Linked DNA regions of Zea mays: regions 1 and 2 are each linked to region 3. A link is a contact called in public Hi-C data. All regions are on one chromosome and are shown on one strand. Each heading gives the region's core, a stretch centred on a gene start, on an enhancer-like site or on the middle of the called end of the contact. The rest is flanking DNA. Distances are from core to core; before and after follow the strand shown. Region 1 holds the start of LOC103649898 (paired amphipathic helix protein Sin3-like 3). Region 2 holds the start of LOC100279343. Region 3 holds the start of LOC100276506.

Evidence for each region. Hi-C and Micro-C count contacts between places; a contact is called where the count stands out from the background.
Region 1: a contact with region 3 is called in a Hi-C map of ear, with 2.1 times the contacts expected there. The contact joins the promoter of LOC103649898 here to the promoter of LOC100276506 in region 3. A contact is called at or near these places in 2 of 25 Hi-C or Micro-C datasets (ear and endosperm).
Region 2: a contact with region 3 is called in a Hi-C map of leaf, with 4 times the contacts expected there. The contact joins the promoter of LOC100279343 here to the promoter of LOC100276506 in region 3. A contact is called at or near these places in 4 of 25 Hi-C or Micro-C datasets (leaf, seedling and tassel).

Annotation. Positions count from the first base shown.
Region 1 is chr3:28,956,421-28,959,333 of Zm-B73-REFERENCE-NAM-5.0, forward strand. LOC103649898 (paired amphipathic helix protein Sin3-like 3) reads right to left here and starts at 1,307. Exons shown (of 26, transcript XM_008675581.3): 1 at 508-1,307; 2 at 1-182. The coding sequence starts at 581.
Region 2 is chr3:28,737,870-28,740,759 of Zm-B73-REFERENCE-NAM-5.0, forward strand. It overlaps LOC100279343, which reads right to left and starts at 1,522. Exons shown (of 4, transcript NM_001350286.1): 1 at 644-1,522; 2 at 259-377; 3 at 11-139. The coding sequence starts at 863.
Region 3 is chr3:28,454,059-28,456,758 of Zm-B73-REFERENCE-NAM-5.0, forward strand. LOC100276506 reads left to right here and starts at 1,258. Exons shown (of 1, transcript NM_001152480.2): 1 at 1,258-2,561. The coding sequence starts at 1,310. The coding sequence ends at 2,446.

The DNA.
Region 1 (2,913 bases), core at 57-2,556, 500 kb after region 3:
CCTGAAACTTATCCTTAACTGCCTTAAGGTAGACGAGCGCATCATTTGTCGTCAGCTTCTGGTTGGTAAAGGCCGCACCGGACGGCTGCTGCGGCTGCGCCGGCGGAGCAGCGCCAGCCTGAGGCGGCGGTGCGGCCGCAGACGCTGAACCAGGCACAGACATATGCTGTGGCTGAGCCGACCTGCGACACATACACAATAGGAAAACGGACCGTTGGATCACATAATAAAACCGTAAGGAGAACAAAAAAAAGGAAAAAACATTTTCACATACTATACTTGAAATTGGGGCGGAAGAAAATGAATTCAGCAAACAAAAAAATTTACGCAAAACAACCATGAAGTAGTCGAGCAGATTCAAATATGACCGTTTCCTCGGCAACTCCATCGATAAGCGACGAAACCCAGGCCGAGAATGAAAGGAAACAGATACAAACATAGCAGCAGAAGTGAGAGCCGCGGCGGCGAGGAACCGGAGCGAGACGGGCCGGAGAGGCGAGTACTCACGGATCGGATCGGACAACGTTCGAGCGTTTGAGCTGGGACCCCATGAGGGCGTCGTCCCTGGTGCCGCGCTTCATGCCCCCATGCAGCACCAGGCGAGCTCGACCTCCTCCCCGCCTCCGCGCGCAGCCGATTCCTCCCTCGACCACCTCGCGCGCTCTGCCCTTCCCCGCCGCCGATCTCACCTCCGAGCCTGTCCGCCGACGCCGACGCCGACGCCGGATCTGCCGGCCACGAGCACCCTCCAACCCTCACGGCGCCGCCGGGCGCAGCGCCGAGACAGCACGGCGAGCGCGGTGGGGAGCGGAGCGGGAGGCGGGCGGGAGCTAATCGCCAGGGGGGTGGGGGCGCCAGAAGAGAAAAGGGAGCGAGGAGGAGAGACGAAATGAAAGGGAAACGGCTCGGGGGCTGGGAGGAACAGGGGCGGGTGAGGGCTCCGCAAAGTAAACCTATCGCGGAAGGGACGCAGCCCGCGGCCGTTCTTGCACCGCCCGACGCCGCCGGATCCGAGATAAGGGCGACGTGGACGACGGAGATGGACCCGACTAGGGTGAGCTCACCGCGTTGGGAGGCTTGTGGTTAACACGGACAGTCGGACGCGCACTCCCGGTCCCGGCAGCGGCAGCGGCAGCGGCCAACGGGTGCCGGTCTGGGCGATTACCCGTGTTAGGACAGATTAGCCATTCGAGGCCCACACGTCAGTGGAGGTGAACCGCGCCGGCAGCGGCCCGTCTCGCACTGCAGGTTAACCTAATTTTTCTATTTCTATCACCGGAGAGTTGTTTGGAAAGAAATGCGCTGATAATTTTTCTATCTCGTCTTGCATGAGTCACAAAAGTCACTCACATCACGGAGGATGTGTATACGTATAGAATCGCCGCAAATACAAATACTTCCTGGAATGAACTGTCTACCTTTAGCGCTGCGCTAGGGTTTGCTTGAGTTGGAGGTGACGGACCAAATAGCTTGTATACGGCTATACGCATAGAAAGAAGTGTCCGAATTCGTCTATGGTGGGGAGCGATCCGTCCGATGTGCTAAATTCATCACCCCAAGCCAAACAAAATAATAACAAATTTAACTCAAAACCTAACTCTAAATATCAAAGTCATCCGAAAAAAAACACAAAGAACTCCATCAATGTAATCTCCAATGTTTGGCAAGCTCTACCATAAATATTTGTTGGTCCTCGTACCCTTGCAGTTGGGCCCCATAAAAATGTCGTCCGTGCTAGTATGTTCAATACAATCCACAAGTGCTCACATTACTTTTTCTTTCGGTCATATTTGTCTGTCTATTTATCTTCTATGTGATCTTCCGGTTAGTTTAATGTGCTCCTTCTATTTTTATATATAGAAACTACTCCCTCCGTTTTATTTTATTTATTGTGTTTTAGTTCAAAAACGAACTAGTGGTGACAAATATTCGAGAGTGGAGGTAGTAGTATTTAATAAAAGTGATACTCTAGAGAATAAACTCAGTAGAGAAATTATTCTATGTAATAAGTAATTCACATAAAAGCTAGTTTTCCATCCCATAATTCCTTAGCTTAGTTCATTTTAGAATCACATCTACAAATGTTTGTTTGATCATATCTAAGAATTTAGTTCAATTTTTCAATATTTCGGTCATCTAAGAAAGGTTGAAACACATTGCAAATTATTAAAGACCAAACAATTCAATTCGACTCAGCACTGAAATAACCAAATAGTTTTAAGACATGTTTTGACATAAAATTTAGTATCGCCTTTTCTTTTTTTCAAAACATATTTGAGAATTAAATATGACAAGATAAACACAAAGAAATGTATAACATATCCTTCATGATAGTCCGCACTCACAACATCTTATGAGTGTGGATTGAACTGAATACCTCAAGGACTATTGTGTCACGCTAAAACCTTGATGGCTAATTTGGAAACTCAAATTCCCTTCGGGTGATAGGGATTGAGGGACAATTAAACTAATCCCTCCCCCCATTCTCCTTCAATCTTGAGGGGTTTGAGTTTCCAAACTAGGGCTAGGTAAAGGTTGGACCAGAGAACATATAACATGTCGTCAGCTTTATAAGTAGTAGTTGTCTTTAGTCAATTCTAGAATAGTTTTACATGGAAAAGATAAGAGCAGACATGATGTTCATGTATCATGGGTATTATGATGATCTTCCATACCTTCTACTCTTCCCTATAGGTGAGCATGGGTGACACATGGATACTAAAAAAGGAGATAGTATGGAGAAAGTCATCATGTATTGTGCCCTTCGGGAGGCTCGTAGTGGTTTAGAAGAAAAAATAGGTTTATTATTCATATTGTTTATTCAATACTTCGTGTATACATTGTGACACCCAATGGTCTACCTCCACATATGTTAAAGTTTAAGATTGGTGTCCAGTCATATTGCTTGGGAAC
Region 2 (2,890 bases), core at 272-2,771, 280 kb after region 3:
GCTTGCTTACTGCAGGTTCACGGTCTCGATCTGGGTGAGCTCGGCGTTCAGGAAGCCGTCCCGCGCCGTGGCGTGCTGCCGGACGGCGAGGACCCTGCAGCCCAGGCTCCTGATGACTCGGCTGTACTGGCTCGGCGCCCTGCTGCGCGCACCCGCCGTAATAAACAAGCGAAAGATTCAGTCCAACAACGGGTTCTGGATCGAGCTTGCATGCTCAGAGTTCACAAGAGACAAACGGAATACGAATTCATGGTTCACCTGTAGAGGAAGCTCTTGTCGTGGAGGCCGACGACGAGCGTGGAGGCGCCGAGCTGGTTCACCGTCGCCACCACCGTCTCCCCGAGCTCCCCCTCCGTCACCACGATCTCCACCTTGGCCTGCAGCGCATCCTCCGGATCGTCAGCCGGACCCGGACGTCGACCGACTACGAGACCGACGACGCTGATCAACAACAGCGGCGGCCAATTGACGGCGCGACAGCGACGCCACGCCGGCCGATTGATTGCAATCGAGCGGCTAACTTAACCTACCACCAGCTTGCAAAATCCAACCGGGCAGCGACCAGCTGCAGTGCTGCTGCCTTTGTTCCTAATTAATTTGCCCGTGAGTGGGTGAGACTCACTGAGCCCACGTGCGTGCGTACCTCGGCGATGCCGTTGCAGAGGTCCTTGAAGGCGAGCGCGAGCTGGAAGCCGCCGAGGCGGAGGCGGCGGCGCTTCCTGCGCGACCGCGCCGGCGGGCAGACGTGGAGCAGCGTGATGGAGTCGCTGCCGCGGATGAAGTTGCCGACGGCCCACTGCAGCGCCGACCGCGCGGCGCCCGCGTCCTCCACCACCACCACCACCCTCTGGCTCTCCATGCATACGGACGGGCGTGACGCTGCCTCGCCCTCAGCTAGCCGGCCTCAGGATTGCCGGAGGAGCCGATAACCCTCCTCCTCGCTAGCTCCTAGCTAGCAGCCGATTCCCTTTGAGGTTGAGGTGGCTCGCTGATTATCCATGCCGAACGATTCCGGATTCCCCTTACCGGAACGAAATTAATGTCGAGCTAGTCTTCCTTGTCCCTGATGCCCGGCCTCCTCCCTCCCTTCCTTCCTTCCGCAGCAGTCCGGCACTCGCACGTTAGGTCGGGGCGGGGGACGAACTAAGCATGTACAGGACACAAAATACGCACTAGACTAGTAGAAGTAGCTAAGATAGCAAGGTTAGCAGCTTAGGCAGCTACCGGCTAATGGCGGGGAGGACCAGAGCAGAGGAGGTGTGGCTGGCTAGCTAGAGTTGAGAGGCGTTGATGAGGTTGGCATGGCAAGGGCCAAGGCCAATGCAACGGGGACCAGCCGATCAGAGGAGAGGGGATAGAGAAACCAAGGTAGGAGGAGGGTTGCAGCTGCAGCCAAGGTTAGATAGTAGTATACCGGCAGGTCCCCTCACAGCTCCTGTCTTGCTAACTTAATCCTAGCTACTACTATTATACTAGTACACGAATTGAGATCGAAACGGGTGACCTGTATGTACTACGTGCGTGTCCTGCCCTGCCCTGCCCTGTCATGTCGAAGCGTATTTATGTATGGCACGGAGCGCAAGCGCAATCTTGCATTATCGCTTGGCTGTTACCGCTCCGCTTGGGTGGGTGTTTATCATTTTGCTCCTTGTCTGTAACTAAGCCCTGCATATTCACTGTGTTTTGGGCGCTGCTGCAGTTTGGACATGCATGCGTTGCGTATGGTCCTCCTTTTTTTTTCTTTTTGGCTCGGCGCTGGCTGTGCACGCGACGCAAACAGAGGACGCGTTTACCAGTCACGCATCACGCCATGGAGGCCAGCAGTGGATTACGGACGGCATTGCTTCTGGGAATCTTGTTGCCAATCGCTGCTCTTCTTCGCGTAATAACCTTCAGGGAAGGGAAGCCATGGCAAGAAACGGTCAGACCATCAGTTGCGTCAGATGCATGAGTCTGAGACCGGGTTTTCTTTTTCATATTTAATAGTACACCAGTAGCAGATAATAATAGAACTACAAATAGTATTATTGCAATGCAATTGTAAATGGGGCGATCGTAGAGAGTTCGGCTAGTGTGGCAGTTGGTTCGTTAGGTGGAGTCGCTTAAAAGAAATGGTGCGTAGACGGCTCTAGCTCATGTCACGCTACAGATATACCTACCAGAGCTGTTTTTTTTTGTTTTTGCACCGGTTTTATTTATAACGTTTCTTTTTTTTTTTGGTTTTTTACCAAATAAATCCTGATGAAACAACTTCTTGTTAGAAACACCACAGTGATCGTTTGTGAACTCCACAACAAGTGCCATAAAAAAATGCAGCCGTTTTATTCCCGTTTATTCCCTTGCGTGACAATGCTAGAAATTCATTGTATTTAAAATCAAGAAGCCACCCTGCATCTAGTGGGAGTGATTGGATGGTTGTGCGCGGAAGCCCAGGCTCGCCGCTCGCGCGACGCTGGCGGGTCAGATACGATATTTTTCGGCCGGCGTATTATATGTGGGTATATGTGGGTGCAGATGTAACAACCTAAAATCTTATTTTTTGGGGATTTGATAAAATTCACCAATTTTTTTAATTACGATGGCTGTTTATATGGATTTTCATGCCTTTGAAGATATTCTTTTAAAATAAATAAATGATAAAACTATATTTTTATTATTCCAAAAGATATATTTGAATCTTGAAAAGTTAACTAAGAAAACAGGAAGAGAAGTCAAAAGATAGGATCTTAACTAACTTCTGACCGAGCCCATTGAGCAGCAACTCTTTAAAGCAGTGCAAGTGCAACAGGGAGACAGTTGCATGCTTACAAATAAGGGCAGTTGATTTCCACGTAATGTGACCACAATTACCATATTGCCTTATTGCTGAATACCTGATGTAAATGTCAAC
Region 3 (2,700 bases), core at 8-2,507:
AGTTTTGTATTATGTGTCAAATTTCATGTTTCGTTTATTTACCTCCCTCTAGGTGAATATCAATATATCACATGTACGATATGATGTAAAGTCACCAACAATATATTGAGACAGAAAATTCATCAATAATTAAAAGTTTATTACACAACTGGATTCATATTAGAATATGTTTATACGAGTATTGTGTGAGAATATGCATGCACAAATGAGAGAAGGCAAGTTGTGGAGCCTTTTTATATAAACTACAAATGCTTAGATCTCTTCAAGTTATTAGCCCATGCAATAGCACAGGTTGTGGGACTAGTGTAAAAATAAAAAAAATATAAAGATAATATAGGACTTACTAAAATTCAAGGATGACATCGGGGTGGGGCACACGATTTTTGGACCCGGTAGGGGTGGGGTTGATTTTTCCTCTGCGAGTCTGCATGTTTGAGGACCTGAACTATAACGGTGTCTGGAGCGGGATTTTTTATCCCACCCACGGGTGCTCCACGGGCCTAAAAAACAACCCACACGGAGCCCAACCCACATAAAGGCCTAGGTATATAAGATATTTCCCGCCATCCCTCCACGGGTGATATTTCAAATCCAAATTTTTTGAATTCACACAAACAAAAATAATGCTCTAGAATGCAGTGCACAATATAATTTTATATATTTCCCATTTATTTAATTAAGAAAATAATTTAAATGTATAGTCCACATAAAAAGCACTGATTCAGATAAATCTTTTGGAGATCTTTATTTAATTCTCAAACTAGGAGATGTTGGGCGTTACAACGTGGGCTGCAGCGGTCTCTTTCTGCGCCATCACATTTTCCTCTTGGACCAATGGGCAAGTGGGATATGGGCCAGTATGTATGCACCATAATTAGCCAATGGCGCGCATCTTGTTATGAATTCTATAGTTTTATTTTTATTTTGGTCCCTGCAAAAGTTTTGAATATTGATACTCTTCTATACTCTGCAAATTTAGTTAAACTTTAGAAAATTTGAATAGTAAATAAAGCTGTCGCATCCTCTTCTAGGTTCTGTTGGAACCACACGGACTGGATTGGACTGTGAGGGTACAGCCTCATCAGCTGCGAAAGTGGGCAAGAAGCGCACAACAGCACAACACGGTAACCGCAAAACTGGAGGCCCATATAAGACGCACGGCCCGTCACGTCAACCAGCAGAGGCCCACCCCGACGTCCCCTAATCCCCGGGACCCCTCCCCATTCCTCTCCTCTTCTCTCCCTCGCCCCTCCCTCCCCAAAACCCTAACCCATCGTCGACCGGTCCCCGCTCTCGTGGCGCCGGCAAGATGACCCTCCTCGCAGCCATCACCAACCCCGCCGCCGACTCCCGCTCCGGCTCCAGCGAGAGGGCTCACCCTATCGTGCTCACGCCGGGTGTCACGCCGCCGCCGCCGCCATCCTCCACGCTCCCCACCCCAATACCGTCTTCCACCTGGTCGCTCTCCCCAGCCGACCCCACCCTCGCCACCGCCGCTTCCTACCTCGCGGCCTCGCTTGCCTCCTGCTCCTCCCTCCCGCAGCTCCGCGCCCTTCTCACCACCTTTATCACCACTCTGTCACGATCCCTCGCACTCCCAACCCCGCCGGCGGCCCTCCCCGCCGCCATCCGCGCTGTCGCCCCTTACTTCCCCGCCGCAATCGCCTCCCTTGTGGCCTCCAAGGCGGTAAGCCTCGCCGGGCACGACATCCTCCTTGCTCTCGCGGAATCCCGCCTCCTCCCGCACCCGCCACCGGAACTCATCTCGTCGCTCTGCGACAACGACTGGGTCGACCTTGTCTGCGTCTTGCTCCGCCAGGCCGCCGACATACGTTCCTCCGAGATCCTCGCCGCGCTCCGTTGCTTCCTCTCGCCGGCCTCCGATAAGGCTTACGACGCCATGATGGACGTCAAGTGCCGATGGAAGGACGCCGCGGTGCTTGCTGTCAACAGGTGTCGGGAGAAGAGCGCCGTGAAGAGGAAGAAAGTTGACGCTGCGGCGAGGCTCGCGGCGCTGCTGCTCATGATGGGGCACGATGGGTTCACCTCCCCAGAGGTGTGTCTGCATTACCTATTTGCATCAGGGAATGTGGATTCCGTGGTGCTTGGAGCGGCTCTGGCTGAACTTGATGGCGGGGAGGTAGTCAGGTTGATGAGATATCTCAACAAGTGGATTCGGAAGTACTGGAGCTTCTCGGAAGCGCACACTTGCCCGGAGGCTGTGGAAAACCTCAGATTGGAGCAGTGTGACAGCGTGCCATCGTTTGGAGCAGTGGCTAGGGCGCTAGGAGTGCTGCTGGATAATCATTTTTCACATCTTGTGTTGAATGCTGATGTGAGGGAGGACTTGAGGGCTGCGGACTTGATGGTGAGGGAGCTCGCTGCCGAAGCAGAGTCTTCTGGGCCAATCCTAGACTTGCTGCATAGGTTTCAACTGGATAAGTGAGAGGTTGATCTTATTCTGTCGAAACTATTTACTTTTTTGTACTTCCAAAGCCGATGCATGGAAACTTTTAACTGTTTTATTGCATTGCAGTGATGAGATACGTGTTGCAGCATTGAATATTGAAGAACTTTGCAAATTGTGATATGCTTGTTTAGTTGTTGTGAAATTCTAACGTCTATCTATGATCCAACCATCCAGATCCAAACAAGTCTGGTATCAACTAGCCTCTTGGATTTTGTAGGAAATAATGAGTG